2 separate regions of the Mus musculus genome follow, and region 1 is linked to region 2. The links are chromatin contacts, called in public Hi-C maps. All regions are on one chromosome and are shown on one strand. Each heading gives the region's core, a stretch centred on a gene start, on an enhancer-like site or on the middle of the called end of the contact. The rest is flanking DNA. Distances are from core to core; before and after follow the strand shown.

Region 1 (4,878 bases), core at 1,539-4,038, 240 kb before region 2:
AGTTCTATAGAAATAATATCCAAGTACTTTTCTGTTCATATCCTTATTATTGGGATCAAGGACTAGTTTCGACTTCTGTATCACTTCCATAGACATTATTAATCTGATATATGATTGCCAGTCAATTACTTAATAGACAAAGGCTTCACTTACTCCATCTCTTATTTTAAGGACAAAAATATCACTCTAATTTCAGAACTATAAGCAAGAGCAATAAGACAACAGGACACAAAGAAATCGTCTATGTGTTTACATTTTTTCTATTAATAGCAATGTACTAATTTTGTAAATAAAACATTATTATGTCCTGCTGATTATTAAATCCATGTGAGCACATGTCATTGTGCTGAAAATGAATCCAGCGATTCAGGAGGCAAACAAGAGCAGACAAGGGCATCCTTAATAGTTCCTATTCCTAAGAGGTGGCTTGAGGACCACTTCATGCTGTGACACCAGAGTAAAATAAGACTTGAATAGAAGCCGAACACAAGCAGGTTTATCAGAAGCCATCCCTGCATCTCTCTACCTGATCATTTAGCAAGCCACCCTTTCCTTTCTTTCCTCTCTTACTTAGGTTTTCCATTTCTCACCCACTCCCTGCTCCTGTTGTCTCTCATAGGGTTAGGGGAATGAGATTAGCGAGACTGAGTTGGAAGAAATGAAGTCCTATGAAAATATTTTTTATTAAATGACACTGACACCTAGAAGGACAGGAAATTGAGGAAAGGACTCGGGGGAGATAAGTTTGTTAATGTAGGCAAATGGATAGTTTGTGAAGTTCTCTGATTCCTTTCTGGTATGCCCTCAGTGGTAGTGTTACACCATCTTCTCCTGGCTTCCAGTGATTTTTCTTATAAAACAATCTGGGTATTGGAAGAAATGATCTCTGAAGACCTTGTCAGCTCTGCAAGACTGGCTGAGGAACAGGGAACTGTCCAGGCTGAAGAGTAAATTGCCAGGCTAATTTCTTTTACTTGGTAAATGTAATTGGATTACACTGGTACCAGAGGTGTTTCAGCTACCATTTAATTAGATAACTTTTCTGTGATATGCTAACCACTGCAGTGTGATAGAGCAATCATATGACAGATGAAGAATTTGTTATGCAATTAAAAATGAGGACTAGGGTGGTAATAACCTCTGGTCCTATAGTGTTTCATTGTTTAAGAAGTGCTTTTGCACATATCAACTTATTAAGTTCTCCCTAAAATTGTAAGGTAAATAGGCACGTTTCTCAGATTTTTTAAAAAGAGTTCTGAATTTGCAATTATTAGTTTTTCTCAAGGTTAAAAAGAGACAGTGAGATAGTCTTCTGCGTCTCAAATTAAAGAAAAAAAAAAGATAAAATAGTTCTTGACTGTCTCAGTCTCTTTTTTTTGTTTCCCAGGTAGCCAGATAATTTGAACTTTGGGAGGCTTTTTTTTTTCAAAGTTCCTGTCTGTGGAATTACTTGGCACAGCAAAAATGATGCATAAATCTCTGCCTTCATTCCAGGTGGACATACTTAGTAAATCATTTATTTTAGAAAAAAAATATGGCAGTAGGTTTGTTGTTGTTTTATAATTTCTTAGATTCAAATTAAGTGCTGACAACCTAAAGACTTGATGAATTTTGTAACAAAGCTATATTTACAAACAAGCAAAAATACAGTGTCCACTTGTAAGCCAGCTACTGTAGTAGATAACAATTTGACTCGATTGCATTTTGGGACTCATTCAAGTTAATATTGAAAACAGAAGCTGGAGAAAACTGGAAAGCTTGTCCCCAGAATATACGAAAAGATACCCAACCCTCCTCAGTGTTGGTCGCCTACCATCTAAGCAAACACAGTAATGGGGTGAATGTAGCCTAGAAGCTAAATCAAGTGCCATGGCCCCACTGGCTTTCTGATACTGGTACCCTGTTCTCTTCATCGCCCTGTTCAATCCCAGTTCTGTTTAATAATTGCTAAATCATGCAGTTTTAGACAGAATCTAGCCTTTTGCCACCAGAGACAGGATTAATTGGAAGAGATTGTTCTAAAACTTAAGGAGTTAAAACAAGAAGACAAAGAAAACCTAGGTAAAGCATAGTGCCATAGGTACAAGTGGTGGAAGGAAGAGATGTCAGGGCTAAGAAAGTAATACTCATTGCGACTGACTAGAAGATCACTCTGCATAAACTGGGAGATAGCAATACTCCCAATATTGCTGGCTAGACACGAGACCTAGAAAGAAATGCAGAGAAAAGCCTTGTATGATTGTGGGTTGTGGAAGAGACAAACAGAGAAGAGCTATTTTTACCCATTTCCCCTTTGAATCCCAAAATGCAGTGCTAATGAAGGACATTCTTAAATGGCCTCATCCTCCCTAGTCCTCACCATAGGTTTCAAAACTATTGCTATTCTTAAAAATAGAGGTTTGGAGTGATGAAAATGTTAAGATTACCAGAGGACTTGGTTCTCAGAATTAAATTAGCTTAGGGAAATCTTAAATTGATCTGAGAGAATATGTACCTCAGATTCTTGACGCATTTCTCTAAGGCCACGCCTCCTTCAGGCCACGCCTCCTTCCTTGGAGTCCCTTCCATATCCTAGCCAAGCACACTGCAACAGGTTTCTCTCCCAGATTCTCCACCCCAATCTAGATTCACTCAAGGAGAAGCACTTCCTTAAGTTTAGGGAGCTGTCAACATGGGCTAGTGTATTGATCTGGCGTTTTCTCAGCTGATCTCTGTCTCTGTCCTAAGCACATGATGTATTAGATGGTTGCCTTGCTCCAACCAGCCTGGCCCCTCCCATGGCCTCTCCAGCTGAAGCTTATCACTGATTTGCCTCCATGCACTCTTGACAGGACAGACTTCCTAAAATAGCCTGCTTAGTAAATTGTTTCTGTTTAATTCCATTTACTTAAAAAAAAATCTGAGTTTTCTCTTTCTTTTATGAGAGATTTTAGCATTTAAATCCACTTTAGTATTGGTGGCTAAACATTTGTTACATTAATATTAATCAATATACCACAAATATAATTAGATTAAGTAGCCAGTACATACAATCTACTGTCTCTAAATAGTTTTATTAAATTTCTTCCAAAATCAATGTGACAATACAACAACATCTGCATCTAATTTACCAGAATAACTCCCATCTGGAATATGAACAAGGAGCTAAAAAAACACACACACACACACACACACACACACACACACAGGAAGATGGTTGAAATAATGCACCATGTTATGGTGCTTATTTATTTCTCAGAGAAGATGGAATCTCCAAAATAAATTAATGAGCTTTGAAAAATACTCTAGAAGGAAGACATTTTAGAAAAATAGGTGGGTTTTAGGAAAATAGGGAGTTGAAAGAGAAGAAGTAACAAAAGTTTGTTACTTTATTGTTTTGAGAAAAAACATGGAATTGGATGAGGGGCAGTTTTAAGTATGAACTTGGGGAGGGGAAGATACAATCAAAATAAACTACATGAATCTCTTTAAAATGAAGAAAACTTGATCATTTGACGGAGAACTCCTGCTTAAGGCACTGTTTCTCAAAGTAGTTTTATAGATGAATTGTGTCAGAATCACTCAGGCAGCTGCCCTAATCTAGATCTGATTAATTGGAATCTCTGGGAGGTTGTTTTGAAGAAACACACTCTATTATCTTATGTGCGTTAAATTTTGAGGTCCGCTGTAATAGTAAGAATATAAAATAATGTCAGTCATTATGAATAGTGGAGCCAAGAAGTATTTAAGATTTGGAACATAATAGAACCGTGAATATCAGATCTTTCCCCACCACCTCAAAAAGACATTCCAAGGACTGCCAGGATTCTTCAGTTATGCTTTTTTCATATCTAGGGATCTTTGGCTAAATTTTGGTAAGAATTTTATAGTGAGAAATTTGGTTTCTTTAAAAACAGAGAACGGTTATAAGATGGTGTTTTATTTTAAGCCCAGAGGTGGGATACAGGGCAACTTCCTGTTGTGCACAGCAGCTGAGGACAGTTTGCCTCATGCTCTAGTAGACACATGGTTTTACCCACTGCAGAGAGTTTCTGCAATTGTGTGACCTTTGGAATCCGGGATATTTTTCAGAGGATATAGACATGCTAGAACCCTGATGGAAGGTGCTGATTGACTGGTTGCAGTTTGTCAAGCAGTTTGTCAAGTAGTCGTGTGTAAAGGGACAAAAAGAAGAAATTAGATATCCTGAAAGCAAAGATCAAACTTGCCCCAAGGAACTTACCAGCCCTAATCGGAGGGAAGTAGACTAATGAAGGGTTGCCCCTTGCCTGTGGATCCTTGTCTCTCCTACTGAGCGTTAGGGAGTTGAAAGGGAAGAAGTAAAGGGATGGAGAAGGATAGAAGAAAAAGAACCTACAGTGTAGTCAAAAGTCCTGTTACAACTTTGACTGAGATCACTAAAAATTGCTCAAGGGGAACAATTTCGATGCTTATATTGACAATATGAGCTTTAAGCTTCATCGTATAGCAACTAGCCTCTGGTGAGTCCTCTGTAAACAGTATTAATTATCCTATCATCTTTTTATATGCAGAGTCTAACAGAGTGCCTAATATATATTTATTGACAACAATTGACTTGATGAGAATTCTACTAAACCCATCATTTCATGCAAATTTACCAGCAATCAGATGGAAACATTTGAGTATTCTGTTTCAAGTAGATCGGGAGTAAGGAACATATTGATTTTATTTATTTCCAATAAAGTATTAGATTATCATTTTCATTTCAAGGGATTTTTATTTGAGTTATTTGAAGCTTAGGAAAAAATATTTTTAAAAAATGAAAACTATGCAGGGAGGAGAAAAACTCAGAAAATAAAAAGTAATTGGAATCTGTTTCCTGTTTAGAGCTCTATCTTTGTATGTGTCATCAACTGG
Region 2 (4,634 bases), core at 1,600-4,099:
TGCATGTTGTTTATCTGTCTTCCTTCTCCCTGGGAATAACTGGTGTTGGATTTGTTCCCTTTCCTCAGACTCCATTTCTACATTGTAATATCTGAAAAACTGTGATAATTAAAAACAAAACAAAATTCCAAATTCTTTGCGCAATCATCATGCAAACACATATCCATACCGTACAGATCTTTTTGTAATGAGAATGCCTCTTCTAGATGTAGACATCTATGTGTTCCCTACATGGAAGTGCCAGCATCCATTTATTCTGCTCATTAACACGTCCATGTTTCTCTGACTGTACCTTAGGATCCTGTGCTGCTCATTTACAAAGACATCAGGAACTCTTCAAAAATTTAAATCAAAAAGTTTTATACATTCAGAGTAGACCCATTTCTCACCTTTAATCTTGCAATCTTGGGAAACAAGTCACTTCTAGGGCAAGCATAAACGTAGAGCTCTGCTGCTAGTAAAGGGTTAAGGATGTTAGGGAATACGAATGTCAGCAGCTGAGAAGGCATGCTTGTGTGTTTGCAAAAATATTTTCTGCATTATGTCCAAATCCCTTTGCAAACAGATAAATTACTCTATAAATCTTATTACCCCGTGTGGATAAATCACAAATGCAGGTTTACAAAGCTAGGGAGCTACAAGGGGAAGTCCGCTCTGGTTAGGAGGGTATTTGGGATTCATAATCACTCAAAGCCCAGGAAATGAAGAAAGAAGTACTCACACACACTATCATGTGCTCACTCTTTTGCCCTCTGGAACAACACATGTACCTGTACATAAAACACACACACACACACACACACACACACACACACACCCCTAAAACATGCCATATCACACCACACACGATTTCATCTCTAACAAGGCTAAAGGGATCCCAAAGCAGGACATTCTGTGACAGCCAACCAAATTTATTTCTGAGAAAAGAAAAGAAAACTTTGCTGCTGTAGGCAGCTCTGCCACAGAACTGCTCCCTGATGCCCCGGGGTTTATGCACTATCAGCTCCTTGCACACAGATTAGAGGTTGATTTTCTATGGCATACTGTTTTTTATTGCCCCAGCCAGCAATATTACCTAGATAGACAGACCAACACTGGGTCATTATATTTGGAAGAAATGGGATTTTAAAAGATCTCCTAGGAAAATACTTTCTCCTTTTCTCCTCTTTTTCTATTATTATCTGCCTGAGAGTCGAATAAAGCTGGGAAGGGAGAGAGGAGAAGGGAAATAGAGGAAAGAAGCTTTGAGCTTTAAGGAAATGTAGTAATGACAAGGTATCATCCAAGTCTCTCTACCTTAGGAGGGTCAAACTCTCAAGGACTTGGGAAGCTTTTCCAAATTTCCATCCCAAATTATATTGCGGAGCTTGGCAGAGCTGCATAAGCATAAGACTTTGAACTCAATGATCAATTTGTAGTATCTAATGTAATATCAGGTTAATGCCTTCTCCTCCTCTGTTTAAGTTTTCTATTCTTAACGGCCTGCCATTAGGCTGGATCCTTTCCTTCCGTTCTCTCATTCTCGTGTTGATTTCTGTCCACATTCCCAAAAAGCCTCAGTAATCATCCAAAGTTGTAAGATTGATTTATTGCCTATGATGTCAATTCAGAGATCTTTACAGAAAGTCTTCTATCAGAACTACTGCTAGGGCAGACTGAGCCTTGCTGAGCAACACACACACACACACACACACACACACACACACACACACACACACGAACAAGAGAATGCAGCCTTGCGTACCACGTTTTGAAAGCCATAACTCAACAACTCTTGTGTCTGAATAGAAGAATCTCAACAAAAGTCTAAGTGCCAAGCGTGAGCAATTACCACAGCATGAATACAGCCCAATGCCACTAATGCCATAGATAAAGTTCGGCTTTCTTGACTAGAGAAAACAACATTCAAAGAACGGAACAACATTCCAAAAGCACCCTTGGCTCTTGACAGGGACCAGACTCCCTTAAATTTTGTTCCTGGCTAAATCTTCAAGTCGATACAAGGGACACACACACACACACACACACACACACACGCCCACTAACCCAGGGCAGCTGGAGTTCACTATTACACACACACACACACACACACACACACACACACACACACACACACACCAGAAAAGTTGCTCGCAAGCCCTACCTGAGGATGGCCGTGTCCCCCTGTCTCACGGTGATGTTGTCCGTGCCTCGGTTAAAATCCACGCTGCGAACGGGCAGTCCTGTGGGAAGAAGGCAGAGCAGTCTCAGTAGGACCAGCGGCAACTGTTTCCGATCGGGCTGAACTCTCCCGACCATGGTGGCCTCGGCGAGTTGGTCCGCGGTGGACTCGCGTGTGCGCGCTGCTGGCCACGGAGAGGGGCTCTAGCGCGCGGGGCTCGCAGCCACTGCCAAGGCTGCTCGGGCGGGTCCAGCGCGCACTCCCTTCCACTTTGCCTTGCTCTTTCCCTCGCTTAGTCTCTTTTCCCTCTGGGATTTAACAAAGCCCTCATCAAATCCAAGCAGGAGTCGGGGAGAAAGTGGAGGAACAAATTTTCCGAAGGAAGAGTGCAAATATAAAATGCTTTAATGATGAGGAGGCGACTGTCAATGGCAGGGGTGCTTCCTTAGACTCTCTGTAGCTGGCTGCTTCTCTGCCAGCGTCTGGGCTGAGCTGCTTCCCTCTGTAACCCACTTTCCCAGGCAGCAGGAGAGCCTGCCAGGGAGAGTAAAGAAACAGCCTCTTGCAGCAGCAGCAGCAGTAGCGGCAGCAACCCAGGAGCTCTCTCCCCCTCCTCTTTCTTGTTTCTCCCTCCAGTCCCTGTTCTCTCTCTACTCAGCACCTCCCCCCTACCCTGCTGGTTTTCAACAGCCCCACCACGTCATCCCCTCCTCCCACCCCTCAGCGTGGCCCCTTGCTTTGCACAACTGCCCTCTTCACCAGCAGCCAGCCTCAATGAAAGCCTGATGCGCCTTTGGGTTGTCAGGACAACAGCTCCATCTGAGGCCTGGCTGATTTCCTTAAGAAGAGGGGATGGGGCTCAGAGGTACTGTTAAGACAGGGAAGGGGAGGTGGACTTAAGCTGTAAAAGGACAGGAGAAAGGGTCCAGGAAAGGAGAGGGAAGGCATGGCAAGAAAGAAATGCAAACCTTGACAAATGGAGTTACATACACATGGATAGGAAGGCATACTGCAGAATGGACCAGAAAAATGAGAAAGGATGAAGAAACTAGCCAGGCTGAGTCTCAAACTGAAAGCCAAGGTTGGTTTCAAAGTCCTGGCAAATGGCTTTCCACACTCGCATGGTATTCACCCTTTCTCCTCTCCTGAAGTATTTAAAAGGTTTATTTTCTCTCCCCTCTTCATCCTCCTCCCCCGCCACCCCCTCCAAGCCCCTTATGAAAGATGGATTGGAGACAATGCTGGCATTGAGTGGCTCGGGGTGTGAATGCTTGTCTTGTCTTTCCCAAGTGCCAGCCAAAGCAGCTGAACCTTGATCCCCATATCAACCTCACTCTCCAGGAAACCCACAGGCAGACACCTGAGGGATGGGATTCGGGATTATCATTCACATGGTCCATTGCAGCTAGCTCGCCAGGTTTCTAATGCCACTGGCTTCTCAAGAAACCCAGCGATACAAGGAAGTAGATCTGAACATTTGTCATTTACAAGGAGATCTAAGTCTATAGATAGCACTATACTGAATGCAGATGCCAAACAGGTGTAAGGAATTAGCACTTGTCACTCCTACACAGCTACCCAACCTAGCCAGTGCTGTCTGTAAGGAGTAAACCCACCATAGTCACTCAAGGGAGAGTTTCAATGCCAGGCAGCTCCCTCAGCCCTGAGGCTGGAGACGGGATCAGCTGAAGACATCTCTTCTCTCCCGAATATCCTCCCTCTCTCAACACTCACAGAGTACAAGAGACAGTGTTATAAAGTCTACAAAACAAATTATAGTCAGCTTTACACAACTGACATTGCAAGACTCATTTCCCCAATCAAGAGACAGCAAATCCTTCCAGGTTCGAGGTTGTATGTGAAAGAGGCAGGGGGTAGGAACAGATATGTAGTTTCCAGGTTTGAGCAAGCAAATCACCCTCAGACCCCAAGAATAAGCAATTACCCTTGGTTTCCTTTTGACTTCTTGGTACCAGCAGAGCTTTGGAATTTCACCTGTTTCCTCTGTGATAGCAAGGAAATTTGACAAGGGCAGCTGTACCTTGTATCTTAGTAAATGTGATAAAACATCCTGGCCAAACACAGCATGGTGAGGACGGACAGCTTTGCTGGCTTACCCTTCTACATCACAGTCTACCATCAAAGAAGCCAGACAGGAACTCAAGGCAAGAATCTGGAGGCAGGAATAAAAGCCCCTTGTGGCTTGATCAGCCTGTTTTCTTAAACAACCCAGGACCATCTTGCCCAGGTGTTTCTCCTGCCAGTAGTATGGAACCTCCCGCCCCCAATAATTAAAACAGAAAATGCCCCATAGACTTGCCTACAGGACACATTTATGGAACCGTTTTCTCAGTTAAGACTCTCTCTTCCCCAGCATAGCTAAGATTGAGTGAAGCTGAGGAAGCCAACCAGGCCACATGGTTAGCTACAGACACGTGCAACCAAAAAAATCATAGCAAGAGGAATAAGCTGT

The links. A called contact is a pair of places that touch in the nucleus more often than the background predicts.
Region 1: a Hi-C map of uterus shows a contact between it and region 2, with 2.9 times the contacts expected there. The contact joins the enhancer-like site here to the promoter of Lsamp in region 2. A contact is called at or near these places in 1 of 39 promoter capture datasets (cranial neural crest), 5 of 484 Hi-C or Micro-C datasets (cortical neurons and uterus) and 7 of 115 datasets of contacts at active chromatin or transcription factors (VIP interneurons, astrocytes, embryonic forebrain and 4 more).

What each region holds. Positions count from the first base shown.
Region 1 is chr16:41,775,686-41,780,563 of GRCm38.p6, reverse strand. The region is part of intron 1 of Lsamp (limbic system-associated membrane protein); the gene reads right to left. Among named protein-coding and RNA genes, the nearest start is that of Gm46551, 72 kb to the left of the region's middle. Within about 2 kb of position 2,788, at least 5 of the 459 cell types and tissues checked have an H3K27ac peak or open chromatin away from gene starts, as enhancers often do. A contact at or near this core is called in uterus, where this site is marked.
Region 2 is chr16:41,531,041-41,535,674 of GRCm38.p6, reverse strand. It overlaps Lsamp (limbic system-associated membrane protein), which reads right to left and starts at 2,849. Exons shown (of 7, transcript NM_001347236.1): 1 at 2,144-2,849. The coding sequence starts at 2,298.